2 separate regions of the Mus musculus genome follow, and region 1 is linked to region 2. A link is a contact called in public Hi-C data. All regions are on one chromosome and are shown on one strand. Each heading gives the region's core, a stretch centred on a gene start, on an enhancer-like site or on the middle of the called end of the contact. The rest is flanking DNA. Distances are from core to core; before and after follow the strand shown.

Region 1 (5,158 bases), core at 1,673-4,172, 150 kb after region 2:
GTTGGACTGCCTGCAGAAGGACCTTAAAAGGACAAAGGAGGAAGCTATATAGGTAGGAAGCAAGTTAGAATGGAGACTCCAAGACATCTAAGATGCCAGGATTGTGAGACTTAGACTGAGGAAAGCTATAGGCAGAGTGTAGTTAGGGGAGTAGGGGTGCTAAAGGGTGGGGCTACCTAAGGCTGTGGGAGTCCCAATGATTCCATCACAAGCCAGCAACAAATAGAACTGTAACATCTGGTGTTTGTGCAAATGGGTTTCAGTGTTACTTTAGTCCATCTTCCCATATTACGTTCAAGGGGCTTTATAGTTAGTTTTGGTTCATTAAAAAATATTCGTGTATGTCTGTCTATGTGTGCACATGTGTGTGCCATAGCACATGTATGGAGGAAGAAAGACAACTGGCAGAAGTCTCTCCCTCTACCATTGGATCCTGGGGTCTCACTCGGGTTGCCAGGCTTGGCAGCCTTTGTCCACTGAGCTACCTTGCCCTTTGGACATAGGACTTTTGAGCAATATTAGAACTATTGAGATTTTGGTCATTAGTATAGGTAAAATAAAAGTATCCTGCATTGTGAGATATTCATGAGCCTTTGAAGAACAGGGATGGAACATTCTGATTTTAAATATATACTTAAACTGACAAGGGAGTAGACATATGATAGTAGTTAATCTTTATTGTCAATGTGATTAGATTTACAGTCATGTTTGTGAGGAAAGGTTTAGCTGAAAAGGAAAGATCTATCCATAGGTTAGAGTTACAGACTGAAAAAAAAGAAAAGATGAAAAGAAGGAAAGAAGGAAGGAAGGATGCTTTTTTTTTTGATATTTTCTTTATTTACATTTCACATGTTATACCCTTTCCTGGTTTCCCCTCTGAAAAACACCCTTCCCCCTATGTAAACCCCTCTTCCCTTGCTCACCAACCCACCCACTCCTGCTTCCTGGCCCTGGCATTCCCCCACACTGGGGCATAGATCCTTCATAGGACAAAGGGCCTCTCCTCCCATTGATGTCCTACTAGGCCATCCTCTGCTACACATGAAGCTAGAGCCATGAGTCCCAACCATGTGTGCTCTTTGGTTGGTGGTTTAGTCCCTGGGAGCTCTGGGGGTACTGGTTGGTTCATATTGTTGTTCCTCCTATGGGGCTGCAAACCCCTTCAGCAGAAGGATGTTTTTTTAAAATGGAAAAGAAAGCAAAGAATCAATATTTCTTTCTATCAGCTCTATAAATGCCAATGCAACGTGAACAACCTCTCATACTACCCTGGCTCCCTGCCATGGTGGACTGAATCTTTATCTTCACATCTGACCAAAAAGTAAATAAGTAAATGAATAAAATTTCATGTGTGATCAACAATTTAGGAGGGGAGGGGAGGGGAGAGGGGAGGGGGAGGGGAGGTGGGAAGGGGAGGGGAGGGGGGAGGGGAGGGGGAGAGGAGGGGGAGGGGAGGGGGAGGGGAGGGGAGAAAAAGAAGCCAGTGGTTCACACCTGTAGTTTTGAGGCAGGAAGATCAAGAGTTCAAAGCCTGCGGAGGGCTTCAAAGAGACTCAGACTCAAATAAAGAAGGTGGGTACTTGGGAAATGACTCGGTGGGTAAGAAGCTTGCTGCACAAGCAAGAGGGTCTGAGTTCATATCACTAGCGCCCTTGTAAGAGCTAAGAATACTGACACACATCTGTAACCGCATTGTTTGTGAACAGAAACAGGCATGTCATCAGCTAACCACCCTGGCCCAAATTTGGAGCCTCAGGTTTGATGGAAGACTTTCCTGGTCTCAAAAAACTAAAATTATTAGAGAGCAAAAGGGAAGATGACCTATGACTTCCACATGTGCTGGGGTCAACTGAAAGCCAGCTCTGTGTGGCTGAAAACTAGAGATTGTTTTTACTGTCAATTCTATTAAAGAGGTAGCAGGGTAAGTGAGTGGGGACACTGTGCTAGGATGTGGGAACACGCCTCTGAGGTCACAGATATATATTCTTCCTCTCTAGTCAGAGACAAAAATATCCAGGAAGCTAAATCCTAATAAGTTGTCTATAACCTAAAAATGATATTCTGGGCAAACCCAGGTATAGGGTGGACAGGACATCTTGGCAAATTTCAAGTCATATTCCACAACAAACATGGCTGGATCAGCTTTCACATCCCTTAAGTGGGCAGAGCTGGAGAGCAGACCCAGTGCTAGGACTTGGAGAGACCACAGAGTGGAAGGAGTAGGGAAAGAGTAGGACCAAGAGATTGACCAAGAGACACTAGATGTGAGCTGGCATGAAATGCCATAGACAAGCCTATTATTTATAGATCTATATGGAAACTAATATGCTAAGTATAGAAGACACATTTTTAGTAGCAGTATTCAGTTTCCAGAGGTATGCTGGGTGGTTTTTTCCAAATGTGACACAGACTAGAATTACCTGGGAAGAGGGAATCTTCACTGAAGAATTACCTCTACCAGATTAGCCTATAGACATGTTTGTAAGGCATTTTCTTGATTAATGATTGACATGAGAAAACTCAGCCAACTGTGGCCAGTAGCACCCCCAAGCAGGTGGCCCTAGACTGTATAAGAATGGAAACTGAGCCACCTGAGAGCAAGCCAGAAAGCAGTGTTCCTCTTTGATATATCTCTACTTCAGTTTCTGCCTCCAGGTTCCTGCTTGACTTCCTGCCCTGGCTTCCCTCAATGATGAACTATGGGGTGGAAGAGGGAGCCAAATAAACACTTTCCGCACCAAGCTGGTTTGGATGGGTGCTTTATCACAGCAATGGAGAGGAAAAGCATGAGGTAATCTAAATCTATTTATTCAGACTAGGACATCTTATTCTTCACTTTGTTTTCTCTATGGAGACTATCCATAGCCACTGAATGGTGGTTTCCATGAACATTAACTCGCCAAGGCCACAGCGAGCCAGCAAAGTGCTTGCTATGCAAACATGAGGGCCAGAGCACAGATCCTGGGGCTTTCTGGCCAGTGAGGCCAGCTGACCAGAGAGCTTCAGGTTCGATGAGATAAAATAAAAAGTCACATAAAATAAGGTGAAGAGTGATTGAGGAAAGCACCTGACATTGAACTCTGGCACACATGGGTGTAACCATGTATGACATGTGCACACACACAGACACACACATACACACACACTAGTCACTATACTAGGGGATATTACCTGAGTGAACACGATGAATTATTTAGGTGTTGGAAACAGGGCTGAGGTTACATGAGAGACAAAGGAGCCCTGCTTTGGCTTGTGCCTCTACAAATGCCATCCAGATTATAAACCTCCATTCCTGGAACTAGATTTCAGACTTGCTTAACCAGCCTCTAAAATCATCACAAACATGTAAGACAATCTCTTTTTTTAATATCTACCCCTCTTGTTCCTATGACACCTTCATTTCTCTTATTGAAAGTGAACTGGTAAGTGATTAGTTTCAACTGGAAAAACTGTAGTTGGTCAAAGAGTGTTACTACACTAAATCGAAAGAATCCCATTAATACATCTTCTAAGAAACACAACAATTTTCTTAAGAACCAACATGGGAAAGGAACTGTTCATTTATTACCTTCATCCACAAAGAATAATTCTGATAACTTTTTAAAGTTAAAGAAGTAATACGAAAATCAAAGAATTTTCTTTTGTTTAAATTTCATCAGTTTAAACAGTGTTGAATACCTTCTAGAAGTAAATTGTACATGCTAAAGTACAAGATGGAATTGCAGATCTATCAGGGGCTACTTAAAAGAGTATCCCACAATGGATATGCAACTCAAATGGCAGACTGATTTTTTTTTAATATGCACAAAGCCCCAGGATCAGTTTCTAACACTACATAAACCAGGAATGGCATACAACTATACTCCCAACACACAAGAAATAGAGGCAGAAGAATCAGAAAGTCATAGCTACACAGCAAGTTTATGACCAATTTGGACTACATGAGATCGTGTCTCCAAATACAAGTGTCCCAACATAGAAACATCAACCTCAAAGATTCTTGTGCAAGAGAGAGAAAAAAAACTAACTATGTGCAATATACTAGCACATAGAACCTAGCAAGAGAGAGCGCAGGCTGGTTGTATTTAAAGCAGAGAGCATATAAGAGGTATAGCTCAAATTGATGGCTGTAATTGTGATCAAGTAAAATCCAGCAACAGGAGCAACAATTGCTCAGAAGACTGAGCCTTACATACACACACTTAACCCAGAACGATGCAGACACAGAAACCTGGTGATGGCAGCATTATTTATGAAAGACTGGCTATCTGAGAATGGCAGTGATACAGAGAGAACATGCACATTGCAACATTAAGATACATAAACCCCAGCGGAACAGGAACAGGATAAAACAAACAAAAGAAAAACATATAGGAAACAAAGGAAGGGCCATACAAGAAGCAAACCTCAGTCAGATACAACAGCCACAGGCACACTCTCCAGCACTAAGTCTGGGAACAAAGACTGAAATAACCCCAGCTATCTCAGAGAGAGTACATGGACCAACTCCAAAAACAAGCCCTGCTCAGTTTATAAAAATGGAATCCAAAACTGAAAGGAAATAAAATCTACCTTAGTTTCTCAGCAAACCGTGATACAGTACAAAGCCACTTCTGCTCAAGATACTGGGTTAAATATAAGCACAGAGACAATTCCCATCGAGATGAGAAGCCTTCAATAAGTATTCTGACCAAAGAGGGCTGAGGCAAGACCAATTGGGCTGGGATTTTGTTACTTTGAAGTTTTTTGAGTATGTGGTGGTTGTGGTCATGGTCCTGGTGATGGTGGTAGCTGTTTGTAAGCAAGAAATTTTGTAGTCTTCAAACAATATTACAAAGTTGTATGACCAAAGAATGGACACCTCTATCTAATTATACAATGTATTCCAATGTATTAAAAAATGAAGTCGCGGAAGAAGCAGATCATTTAAAGCTACCACATGACCCACTCATCCCACTCGAAGGCATGGACCTGAAGGACCTTACGTCCTATGGTAGAGATGCTTGCACACTCACGTTCATTGCAGCTTTATTCCCAATAGCTAGGAAATGGAATTAACCTAGATGCCCATCACCTGATTAATGGGTAAGGAAGATGTGGCAGATACAACAGAACAGTACTCAGCTATAAGGAAAAGGGAATCATGAAATGCAGAGAA
Region 2 (5,809 bases), core at 1,048-3,547:
TCTTTTTTTTAAATTAGGTATTTTCTTCATTTACATTTCCAATGCTATCCCAAAAGTCCCCCATACCCCCCCCCCCACACTCCCCTACCCACTCACTCCCACTTCTTGGCCCTGGTGTTCCCCTATACTGAGGCATGTAAAGTTTTCAAGACCAATGGGCCTCTCTTTCCACTGATGGTCGACTAGGCCATCTTCTGATACATGTGCAGCTAGAGAGACACGAGCTCCGGGCCTACTGGTTAGTTCATATTGTTGTTCCACCTATAGGGTTGCAGATCCCTTTAGCTCCTTGGGTGCTTTCTCTAGCTCCTCCATTGGGGGCCCTGTGATCCATGCAATAGCTGACTGTGAGCATCTACTTCTGTGTTTGCTAGTCCCGGAATAGCCTCACAAAAGACAGCTAAAAGAAAAAAGTTGAGTATTCTGTAGATTTGGCTCCATTTCAAGATAAACTGCTGTGAGGTCAAAGAGAGGTCCTCTGATGGGTATGAAAGGCATGGCCACAGAGGTCTCTCGATAAACTATGTAAATGGCTGGCATGACTTAGTTAAGTCCCTTTTCCAGATGGTTTAGTGGTAGGCACAAAATTACACAGAAATGCTTAGTTTGCTTTAAGCAGACAAGAACTTGAGTATTTTAAAACAAAACAAAACAAAACAAAAAAACAAACCAGCTAACTCCTAGGACACAGGCTTTGAAGTCAGAGCTGTAAAACTAATGAGGGTGGTGGCCCGGAAGTGGTGGGTCAAGTAGAAATTGCCCTGTCTTGGCTACACTTTCTAGCTCCATAACCCAAACCAGCAGCAGTTTAGGAATTATGGAGACACAAAATGAGCTTCCCAGTTTCAATTTCTCAAACATATGGAATAAACTGCAATGTATTTTGCTACTTTGCTATTCTGAACAGACCATAAAGCTTACCAGATTGGGGGCACCTCAGAGCACAGTGATTTCTCAATTAGGAAGCCATTTCCTACAGGAATCTGGTCACTGTTTTCACACTGTAGGATTTACTAGCATTGATGGCAAGGAAAGCTACAGATTAATCTCGAAGACTTTTACAGCTTCCCCACCCACAGGTTAAAAATGACACCCTTTCCCTGCCCCGCAAAGTACTAGTTATGCATTGAGATGAAGGAATGTCTGCCTTCTCCTTCCTCATACAGAAACAGCAAGTACTTCATGCTGTGAAGCATGAAAATCATGTAATTCCAGGATCATCTCCAGGATTTTTATTCTTAGAACACAATATTTGTTAATCATGTACTGGATGAATGCTTTTCAAGGTTAGATTGCCATTATTTGTATAATTTGGTTTCAAAGGTTGAAAAGAAATTAAGGACCAGGGCACTTGCCTAGCACGCCCAAGGCCCTGGGTTCCATTTAAAGGTTCATCCTCCCCCAAGTCAAACCTAAGACCAAATAAAGAGCTCCTCTGTCACAGCACTGAAAACACAGCAGCCCTGAGTCATGAGTGAAATCAAACACTGAGGAGTCAAACTCTGGATCTCCCGGTCTCTGTCCCTTTCCTGTCCTTCCCACCCTACCGGAGCCAGGCAAACATCTAATCACAAAAGTAAGAGGCTTATACATGTTGGAGTCAAAGCATAGTGATTCTGAAATCTCAACTTACAGCCTAGAGGGAGCATGGTGATCCCTGGTTCCAGACTCTACCTTACAGGTGAGACAAAGGCCTGAAGCGGTATGGTGGAAGGGTGCTAGGCTGGTGAACATACTCACTCCAGGAAACTTAGCATGCATCACCCAGAGGCCAGCCTGGGTCAGAAGTCAGACCTACAGTTTCCAGATGCATGCACACTCTATCTGCAAGTGTTGCTAAGATACTAAATGTCTTACTCTCTGACCTACTTAGAGCCAGACACGTCTAAAATGCTTTCCTGTCTAGGACATTTGTCCCTAGGTGAGATAATCTGTGTCCCCTCTGTGATACTGTGCCACTAACAACTCCCAGGTCCGTCTCTCTCATGGGAGTCTGTCTTGCTAGAGTGCTCTCTTCTGAATGTGTGTAGAGACCGAGACGACAGGAGGAGCACAGCAACACTCATGACTAAGAAAGAGAAAACTGGGAAAAGAAGAAACTCCACAGAGTATTCGCACTGCTTGGCTGGTGTCCTATGCACTCATTTTGAAGGGCCAAGAGAATGGGAATCACTTCCTATAAAGGTAGGTCCCTAGAACACTCAAGGAACTGTGGCATACTGTCACCTTCGAACAACAAGCCAGTCGGCCCTGGTGGCGTACTGAACAGAAGCATCGTCCTGAGGCAAGGGGCAGACAGTCACAAGGACATGTTGCAAAACGTGACATCTGTTTTATATGGGCTTGCAGTGGCATGGCCTAAACAAACACTGCCAACTATCTAGAATTCTAAAAGTCTTGTTTGGCAGTACCTCAGATTGTCTTTCAATCATCTGCTAAGTGAAATGAACTGAGACTTGCACACCATTTTCAAAATGTAAGGAAACCTGCCTCCTGCTAAAGACATCTATCACAACAATAGTAATATTCTGGGGAGCACAGACCCAGGCAGGGTGGCTGGCCAGCCCCATGTGTTTAGTTTGGCTCACAGAAACAAAGACTGTCAAAAGGGAAAGGATGAAGCCTCCCCTCCTGCCCCTCCCCCCAAACCAAACAATGGATTAGGAAATCCAATGCTGAAGCTGCCAGGGTGGTAAGAATAAGGCCTTGTTGCAGCTGAGCTGTAAGTGCAGAACCCATGAGGCCCACTCCATGTCCAGCTGATGTCTCTGGCCAAGTGAAGGGAAGAGAGAGGGGAGTGTTGCAGCCACTGTGGCATGTGCACAACACACCTAGTCCCAGAACTGTGCTTCCCAACATGTGGGATCCCACGTTAGTGTCAGTGATAGGCAAAGACTGAAAAGGCTCCCGTGGTCACCCTGCTGAGTTTCCCTCTAATTTTAGTGCAAGCCTGATATATTATCCCAATGGCTACTCCTAGAGAAAGTGACATGATGATCCTTTAGTGGGGTACAAACTCCTGGTTCAGTAAAACAGAATCATGGGAGGTGTCTATAATGACCAACCTTTGTTGTCAGGAGGGTTTTCTAAGTGGTCCCTGAATGAACATGGCCATTCATGGATGATCATGTATAGTGGTGAGACATAAGTATCACACACTGATAGAGAATGCCTGTGTCTGACTCAGCTGGCACGGAGATAGATGTGGGTAGGGTTGCATGTTACTAATTTTTGCATGTGGAAGGGAAGAAAGTATGGGATATGATTTGAAAGCTCCTTAAGGGGCTGAAAGAAAAATATTCCTATAATCTCTTAAATCTCAGACTTTTGAAGTTTTGTCACAGGTCAAGAAAGATAGGATAGAAACTCCAGGGATAGTTCCAGTCTAATCTGGCTCAATGAATACTTAAGGCTCTCCATGCTATGAGCACACTTCCCTGAGAAACATGATGAAGCCACGGCATTCAGACCTCCAGCATACTCACAGAGCTTTGGCCTAACCCGAGAAGACAATGCAAGCATGTGTAGGAGAACAGACATAGCTTTTCTTCTACAGTCTCCTTCTAGGGAGCCAGACACAGAGAAGGTGTGCTTGGCCTTCATGAGAAGTGCAGGGAGGGATTCAGCTGCATAGGCAAGGGGAGACTGGGAAACCCTGGAATTATCCTTCTGCATGTAACCTTAGTAGGCCAGTCCAAACAAACCAGAGCCCAGATAAGGCTGCATGTGGCCCTGAGCAATTATCCCCAGTGTCTGTGGACCACCGCCTATGGCTGCATGACACTTCATAGGACTTACGGCAGAACACCAGGGTCCTTCTGTCCCATAGGGAACAAGTGAAGGGGTTAAATAAACTCTCCAATTCTCCTTATTATTCATCCACTCTCCCCTTGTCTCTAGAAGGACCCACAGGCTTGGGTGGTGCACTCAACTGCAGCACCCTGAGACACACTCAGCCTGAGCTGGCACTGACTACACCAGCAGCATCATGACAAGAAGTTCTGCATTTCAAAGTGCCAGTTTCTGCTGGAGTTGACACACTGGGAGGATTTACTTCCTAGGCTGCAAGGAGCAGTAGTGGCCAATACATGAGCCAGGAGCCTCATTTGCCACCTGGCTTTCCCATCCTGGATGAGGCATTTCACCTCTTTGGTTTCAGCTGTCTGGAGACAGGTGCTCTTCAAATTCTTTCTAGACTTTATGATATCTGACTAAGCAAAGCCCACTGCTGGTTTGCCTTATCAAATGAGTCAAAGGATGAGACCCAGCTGGAAGCCACAAGCTTTTCCTAGCTGAGGAAGTTTCAGCTCATGAGAACTCCACTGCCCCTACTCTGGGTCTCATCAGCAGGAGCCACAGACTCCGTACGTTATCTCCCCAAGATTTCCTCCTCCTGCTTGCTGCATTTTGGATTTAATTTGTGAAACACTAGCCTTAGGAATGAATGCTGATCAGACTTGGTTTTGCTTCAGCCTTGCAGATGTAGAGAGATAATCCCACAGACTCCACATGTATCAAATAGCATGAAGTCAGAGAATCTGGAGACGAAGGATGCTTTAACACTGTGCGTGCTATGATGACAAGACTAACCTTTTTTGCTAGGATCACTGGAGTGGGCAACATGCCTGGTCCATCATACTAGCTTAAAGTCACCATCACATCACATGCTTTTCTGCCAAGTTGGAAATAAGATCTGTCTGAAATCTGGCTCAGATTCACAGTCTCATAGTTTGATTTAAAAAGTCAAGACTTAGTCTGATAACATTAAAACCATTATTTCTCACTGATAAGGACCCCATGACAAATTTTATTCACTAGAACTTGATCTTTAGGGCTAAACAGTGAACATATGCTATGTTCAGCATTTTCTTTTGTGCCTAGTAGCCTTTTGCACTAAAGGGAGGAAGAGCAGGAGGACACTTGTTGTGCTGTGTGTAAGAGAACCATCACTGTATCCACCCCACAATGTTCCTGATTGTATTCAGAAATGACGCTGTTATGGCTTTGTGACTATAACAACTCTTTCAGAAAGGCCCTGTTAAGTGAATGTACCTCACTTGACTTTCTGGGTGGAAGTAACCAGCAGCCTGCGTCCCCTGAGGGAGTGCTGGGTAACTCAAGGGTGTAAAGTTCTGCAGCACCTTTTACCTTAGGGCAAAAACTCCAAGGCTTATTTGGAATGCAGACTATAGTTTCTAAAGCTGGTATAATAATCAGCTAAATCAAAACCCTGAAACAGTGGCCCAACAGCAATTAGGCTCTGAAGTAGCTCCAGTGATGCTTTTATGGACGGAGCGGTGTCCAGCTAAAATTTGCAAGTTGAAGCCTTAATCCCCAGAACCTAGGGGTATGGCTTTATTTGGAGATGGAGCCTTTAAAGGGAGATTATATTAAAGTCAGGCTTTTAGCATACGCCCTACCCTGTATGACTGGTGCTGTATGTAAGCAGTAGTAGTTTGGATGAGAAGACATCATGGATGCTCAGGCTAGATCATTTGAGGACACAGTGAGAAGTCTACAATCAGAAGGCCAACGATTCCAGAACCAACACCCTGATCTTAGATTTCCAGCCTTCAGAGTGAGAGAAGATAAATTTCTATGTGAGTCCTTTACATGGTGTATTTTAGCTGGAAGATGCTAATAGATTGCTGTTGGTATATAATGCCGTGGATCACTGGCCATTTATATCTTGTTCTAACTTCCCATGTCAGGACAGTAAACGTGATCTGGACCCATTTTTCTGACTCAGAATCAGAAGGCTTTCAGCACTTTATGGCAGTGGTCCTAACATCAATAGCTAGAATGTCTG

What was found. Hi-C and Micro-C count contacts between places; a contact is called where the count stands out from the background.
Region 1: a contact with region 2 is called in a Hi-C map of liver, with 2.7 times the contacts expected there. The contact joins two enhancer-like sites. A contact is called at or near these places in 1 of 484 Hi-C or Micro-C datasets (liver) and 3 of 9 other capture datasets (adipose tissue, liver and pancreatic islet).

Annotation. Positions count from the first base shown.
Region 1 is chr6:119,736,274-119,741,431 of GRCm38.p6, forward strand. The region is part of intron 13 of Erc1 (ELKS/RAB6-interacting/CAST family member 1); the gene reads right to left. Among named protein-coding and RNA genes, the nearest start is that of Erc1, 110 kb to the right of the region's middle. Within about 2 kb of position 2,923, at least 16 of the 459 cell types and tissues checked have an H3K27ac peak or open chromatin away from gene starts, as enhancers often do. A contact at or near this core is called in liver and pancreatic islet, where this site is marked.
Region 2 is chr6:119,583,529-119,589,337 of GRCm38.p6, forward strand. The region is part of intron 20 of Erc1 (ELKS/RAB6-interacting/CAST family member 1); the gene reads right to left. Among named protein-coding and RNA genes, the nearest start is that of Wnt5b, 42 kb to the left of the region's middle. Within about 2 kb of position 2,298, at least 57 of the 459 cell types and tissues checked have an H3K27ac peak or open chromatin away from gene starts, as enhancers often do. A contact at or near this core is called in liver and pancreatic islet, where this site is marked.